Regions from separate parts of the Mus musculus genome. Here region 2 is linked to region 1. Evidence: chromatin contacts called from public Hi-C data. All regions are on one chromosome and are shown on one strand. Each heading gives the region's core, a stretch centred on a gene start, on an enhancer-like site or on the middle of the called end of the contact. The rest is flanking DNA. Distances are from core to core; before and after follow the strand shown. Region 1 has its middle 44 kb from the start of Gm25081. Region 2 overlaps Psmb7 (proteasome (prosome, macropain) subunit, beta type 7).

What was found. A called contact is a pair of places that touch in the nucleus more often than the background predicts.
Region 2: a Hi-C map of bone marrow-derived macrophages shows a contact between it and region 1, with 21 read pairs. The contact joins two enhancer-like sites. A contact is called at or near these places in 5 of 15 datasets of contacts at CTCF or cohesin (CD8 T cells, embryonic stem cells, large pre-B cells and 2 more), 17 of 484 Hi-C or Micro-C datasets (the NIH/3T3 cell line, Sertoli cells, Th2 cells and 9 more) and 6 of 115 datasets of contacts at active chromatin or transcription factors (the HPC-7 cell line, Th17 cells, embryonic basal ganglia and 2 more).

The regions. Positions count from the first base shown.
Region 1 is chr2:38,434,495-38,437,534 of GRCm38.p6, reverse strand. No RefSeq gene overlaps it. Among named protein-coding and RNA genes, the nearest start is that of Gm25081, 44 kb to the left of the region's middle. Within about 2 kb of position 1,469, at least 7 of the 459 cell types and tissues checked have an H3K27ac peak or open chromatin away from gene starts, as enhancers often do. A contact at or near this core is called in bone marrow-derived macrophages, where this site is marked.
Region 2 is chr2:38,614,860-38,617,899 of GRCm38.p6, reverse strand. The region is part of intron 5 of Psmb7 (proteasome (prosome, macropain) subunit, beta type 7); the gene reads left to right. Among named protein-coding and RNA genes, the nearest start is that of Psmb7, 28 kb to the left of the region's middle. Within about 2 kb of position 1,604, at least 42 of the 459 cell types and tissues checked have an H3K27ac peak or open chromatin away from gene starts, as enhancers often do. A contact at or near this core is called in bone marrow-derived macrophages, where this site is marked.

The DNA.
Region 1 (3,040 bases), core at 220-2,719:
CAAGCTGGGCAGCAAAGCCTAGAAAACAACTACTCGTGACAGATGAGGGAGGCAAAGGCCTTTCCTGAAGACATTTAGGCATTTGTGCCTCCTTGTCTCTTCTGTGTCCCTATGGGGTGGTTTCTAAACAGTGGCCAAAGGACTTCCAGTCTCTCATTTGATTTCATTCTGCAAGAAAGGAAAGGGAAAGGAGGGAGTGGGCAGGAAATTTTGTTTAGGGCAAATGAAGTGAATGTTAGCCCCTCTGGATCCATGCTGAATTGGCTCTGCCTCCAGGGACCTGACCTGGATGGATTTGCTTGCTTTCCATCCAGCTCAGTCCATTAGTAAGAGAGCAGAGAGTGGAGAAAAGAATTTCACTGTCTCATTTTCCAACTTGCCTTTGCTGGAGTGGCCTTGTCAATCTCACCGGGTGAGAGTATGACCAGTACCACAATTTCTGAGCCAAATTGGAAGCAAGCTCTGTTAAATATTGGCCAGGATGATGGACACTGGGCATGTCGTCTATACCCAAGATTCCTAGAGTATGGCACTCATTAAGTCAGAGGCTTAAGAAGTCTAAACCTACAAGAGTGTGTGCTTCCTACCTTCATCCACTCAGGAGCAAGCATACATCCTGTCGCACTTCCTGCCTACGTACCTCCCACTGATGTGTGATTATGCATACCCTGTGCAGTTGGAACAACCAAGCTTGTTTACTGAAGTGAAAACATATGGCTTGTTATTTTACATGAACAATATAGCCCCTAGCATTCCAGGAAGTTACCTGTCCTTTAAGCACGTGGGGCTTACAGGTTAAAGGCATTTTTGTTTTATAGATCTCTCAAGCACAGTAATTTAAACTTAAAACATAACTTTAGCCCTCACAGCCTGCGTCCCTTTTTTTAAAGGCTCCATCTCTGCTCTGACTCCGGCATTCTCCGCATTCATCCAGATTTCTTTCTCTGGCTCAGAGGGTGAAGGGAGGGCAGTGGCTCCTCACGGCACCAGCATGTGGAAGTTAGAGAACACATCTTGGGGGTTAGGTATATCCTACCACTATGTGGGTCCCAGGAATCAAACTCAGAATATCAAGTTTGGCAATAGGTACTTTTACCTTCTAAGCTATCTGGCCAAGCCTATCCAGGCTCCTGCACCCTCCTTTCTTCCTTCCCCCAGTCCCTGCCTGCAATCATTTCTGGCTCCACAATTACCCAATGTTTGACAGGTTATAGGTTTAAAAACACAGCTCCCCCAGCACACGCGTGCACGCACGCACACGTGCACGCACGCACGCGCGCACACAGACACACACAAAACTAGTCTTGCTTCAGACATCAACTGCAACTTTGGGGTTCCTTGGGATGTCCTCATTTTGACCATCTGGTAACAAATTGGGGAATTTCCACTTCTCCCTCACAGAGAACTCAGCATAACCTCAGTATGTATGACCACCAAGAAGATGCAAAGCAGAACTATCTAAAGAAGAAGCCAGGAGGATATTGTAAGCTTCCTTCTCCAGGAGGGACTTGTGGTCCTCTCACCACATAAACCTGTGATAATAAGCATGGCCCTGCCAACCAGGGAAGTTCATCTGAGTTAGTGTCTTAGTTAGGGCTTTACTGCTGTGAACAGATACCATGACCAAGGCAACTCTTGTAAAGATGACATTTAATTGGAGCTGGCTTACAGGTTCATAGGTTCAGTCTATTATCATCAAGGCAGGAACATTGCAGCATCCAGGCAGGCATGGTGCAGGAAGAGCTGAAAGTTACACATCTTCATCTGAAGGCTGCTAGCAGAATACTGACTTCCAGGTAGCCAGGAAGAGGGTCTTAAAGCCCACACCCACAATGACACACCTACTCCAACAAAGCCACACCCACTCCAACAAAGCCACACCTCTAAATAGTTCCACTCTCTGGGCCCAGCATATACAAACCATCACAGTCAGCATCCACATTTTATTTGGGTTTCATCAAACAGCGCTGCTTATGGAATTTTGAACCCCACATCTGTCCCCAGATGCTTACACTTTCTGGCATGCTATCCTCCATCCTGAGGCACTAATTAGCATATACAATCTAGAAGTTCTGAGTCAGTTCCTTCTGCGGGAACAATCCGGTGAGGACCAAGAAGCCTGTGTCCCTTTTGAAAAGGGAGTTTATTGCCTTAATAAAGATGCCCCCCCCCCGCCGCCAATCAAGGAGTCCTAGGTTGTTTCTGCTCAAAGGCCATATCAGCACTCAGGAGGTGGGAAGGAGGAACAGAGAAAGGGCTCCTCTTGTCCAGCCTGATGACTTGAATTGGACGTCCATGAGCCACATGGCAGAAGGAGAGAACCAGGCAGTTTCTGGTCCTCTGACTTCCAAATGCTCATTTCCCAGGAATTTGTATGAGCACACACACACACACACACACACACACACACACACACACACACACACACAAAATAAATATAATTAAAAATTAAAAATAAAAACCATAAAGCTTAAGGAAGGAAAGAACACAAGGCACCTCATGTGCTTTTTGTAGAGATCCACAAGTCCTCTAGCACCCACGTTAAAACCCAGGCACTCCAGCAGGCAAATGTGACCCCAGAACTATAGAAACAGACAGATCTCTAAGACTTCCTCTAAATTCAGTGAAACGAACCACAGAAGCCATTGTTCTTATTGTCCCTGTGTCACATGAACTATAGACTATAAACTATTAGAGTATAAACCTTTTGAGGTACAAGTCATATGCAAATGGAGCCATGTCCAAATTAAGGACGGGAGCCCTGGTGGCCCTTCACCCTCCCTAGTCATTCTGAGCAGAGAGAAAGGTGGCCAGGGTCCGTGTGCCTGTCATTGGAAGGCTTTCTCGTGGGTATCTGCCTGTCTCACAGTGACTTCCTTCTCTTCAAACCTCCTCCCCACCCAGACTCAAGCCATCTTCCCAGACTCAGGCTACAGGTTCTGATGGTAGACAGTCTAATTTCATCAGAGAACCATCTTCAAAGACACGAAGGACACCATCAATTAGTGATTGCAAGTGATTCCAGCCTGAACTCAGACTT
Region 2 (3,040 bases), core at 355-2,854, 180 kb before region 1:
GCCTGGGGGATAAGGTAGGGTGTGAGTATGTATGGAGCCATTCCCAGGGTTGCCAATCATTGAATTGTTCCTTGCTTTTCTGTTTTAAAGAGCTTTGTTCTGTAAGCAGCAGTGGTTACTCAGTCACTGTGGGTGATCAAAAAAGGCAGACTTGTGGAGGTTGCTAAGGAGCAACTACATGGAAACTCCTGATGAGATGGGGAGCTTCACTAGCAAAATGCAGGAACCCACCCCTGTGGCAGTGGGAGGCTTGGCCATATGACGACAGGAACTGAATGTAGTTTTGTTGCCTTAAGACATCTTTTTGAAAATTCAACTTAGGTTATATCTGATTGCCTTTATTCATCCTGATGTGGTGAATTAGGCACTAGGCAGTAAATGTTCTTTTACACCTCATAAGATGTCGGTTGCTATCGTTACTCCTTGGGACCTGTTCAGTTTCCCTGGCTCCTGGCCAATTGCATTTTCTCTTCATCACAGTATACTCCAACATGGAGATGTTTGGTGCTTATATGCTAGCTTTGGTGTGTGTCTGTAGCTGTGGAAGGTGGACAGGTCTTGGAGGAGAGTGGTAAGCTCTCATGGGGTGGGTGGTAATCAATGAAGACTCTTGGGAAGAAGTGGCCTCTCAACTGGGGTTTGAAGGTGATTAGGAGTGCTGTGAATCATCAAGGGGCCCAGGGACTGCCACATACCAAGGCGAGAAGGCTGAAAATAGCATGGGTGTTTGGGAAGTGATAGTAGAATGAGAAGTATGCATTGAGGAAGTGAAGGGAGAGCCTGAGGGTAGTAGTAAGACATGGACCAGTCTTGTGTGTCCTTTCTGAACTGTCGTGTACATATAGACATATATGTGAGAAGGCCACATAAGGTAGCATCTGAGATGGAATTTTGCCCTGTGCATGTTGGACCTATAATCCTGGGTGAGATGGTTACCACTACAGTGGGTTGCTATAAGAACTAGTGACATAGGCATTACATGTGGCATTGGTGCTCAGCATTTGGGTCCTGTTTGCTTCCCCTGGTGTGCTCTCCTTACTGCTAGGGTGGGAGCTCATGGAGCACTGTCCACGTATGTGTTGTATTCACAGAGCGCCACGTATGGAAAGCAGGTGTCATTAGCATCTGCCTCCTTAACTGCACATGCTGTGTATAAAGCAGTCTCCTCTCCATTTCCATATCAGGAACCAGATAGTTTGGAACTCAGAGGTATCCATGTTTTTAGAATAGGAAATAGTGCAAATGGTTCTTCAAAAGAATTAGCCCTAGCTTTATGTATGGTGGTGCCTGGTGGGGTGACTAGGAGCTGAAGCAGTGGATGCTCTGGGCTTCTAGTAATGGCATATGGGGAAAGTGGGATGTGGTGTTCGAATATTTTGTAGGTCACATGATGGCTGTATCTGTATGGCATTTGTCTAATGATTTGTTGTATCTAGATTGGGGCTAGGGTCAAGATCTGGGAGTTGGAATAACATTAGGGATATCATGTTCATGCCTTTTTTAAAAATTAACAGTTCCTCTTTTCTTGTGCCTCTCATTGCATTGCCTTGAAGTTCTGTGCTGATTTTACTCTGCCCTCTTGTGGCTTTGACAGTTGCACTCCTGTGTGAATCATTACCCAAACTTTCTGTGTAGCAGATGTGTGCAGCCAAAAACCTGTTGACAGGGACTGTGCCGTTTCCTAGCACTTCTGTGGTCTCATGCAGGGGGGCGCCAGAGCCCTCCTTTCCTGAGAGCTGGGGTAGGAGCTAATTGCAGATGATGTAGAAATTCTCTCGAGATTGAATCGCCTTCTCTTTACATTTCTTTTGGAACCTATTTGTCTTTGGCTTCAGAGGGAGCAGAATCAAGCATAGTTTAGGAGGTTCTTTCCAGAGAACGTCTCCTACTGTGTGTGCCAAAGATGGAGGCGAAGACAGGAAAGCAGAAATACCTTGTTCATGTCTTTCCTGTATTCACCCACCACCTCTACACTGTGGAGAGCCCTCCTGACCCCAACAAACATAAAACAGACCCTTATTGAACCAGTAGTTCGGGGTTCTGATGTATCTTTTCCACTTACAGAAGTTATGTCTGTGGTGTTACTGCCACACAGGAGGCAGCTTCTGATGAAGGAAGAATTGTTTGGCTGGGGGGGAACTTTTTTTTCCATTAAAATATTGAATGAAGCTGCACAGAAGCAGATCCATGCCCGGGAGAGAGAATAGAGTAAAGATACTTACTGTGACTGTGCCAGGGGAGATGGGCCAGAAGACAAAAAATGGCTGGCGGTTTTGTGTGACACCCCCACCCCCACCCCCAACCCCCAGGAAAAATGCCTTTAAGCCAAGCTTGGTTTATTTCTTTAACAGTAATTCATTTCCATTCTCTACAAAGTTGTTAGCTCTTGGGTAAATACCATGTCTTTTTGTATCCTTTTTAAATGTGGATTTCGAGCCTGTTAACCCATTTACCCTTGGGCTCTTCCTCAAGATAGATAATCTTGGACACATTGGAAGGCAAGCCTGCCTTTGGCCACTCTGCAGGAACGTTTTCTATCTGGAAGAATTTTTTTCAGAGATTTCCTCATTTGCAATTTTCTTGTTTCCTCCTGACAGCTGTCCTTTGTTTTCCACACAAAACCAGCTTGGTTTTTCCTAGCGAGACCTAGAGAATTTAGGTTTCTACTTATGCCTTGAAACAGAAACTGAGGTTTTTGGGTTTTTTTCCTTTGACTCCTGAATCTCCTGGTGAGCTGGGAACTAATGAAAGCATTGGTGAAATGTGGCCCTCTTTCCAGATTTTTCAAGGACATGTTTATTTTGAAATCAGAGGCTTGATTTGGCGAGTCTGCCCCTGCAATATGCTGGGGTGTTTTGGAATACACCACTTCTATGTATGTTTAATGTCTGCCTCCTTTTCAAAGGGCTTTTAATGTTCCTTTAGACCATCTTAGGGTTTTGTTTTTAACCCCAAAGAGGGGGAATGGGGTTGCCTTTTGCTCCCAGAACCTAAATGAATAGTCATTGCTTCTAATGCTGGTCTACATTGACGTTTCCCA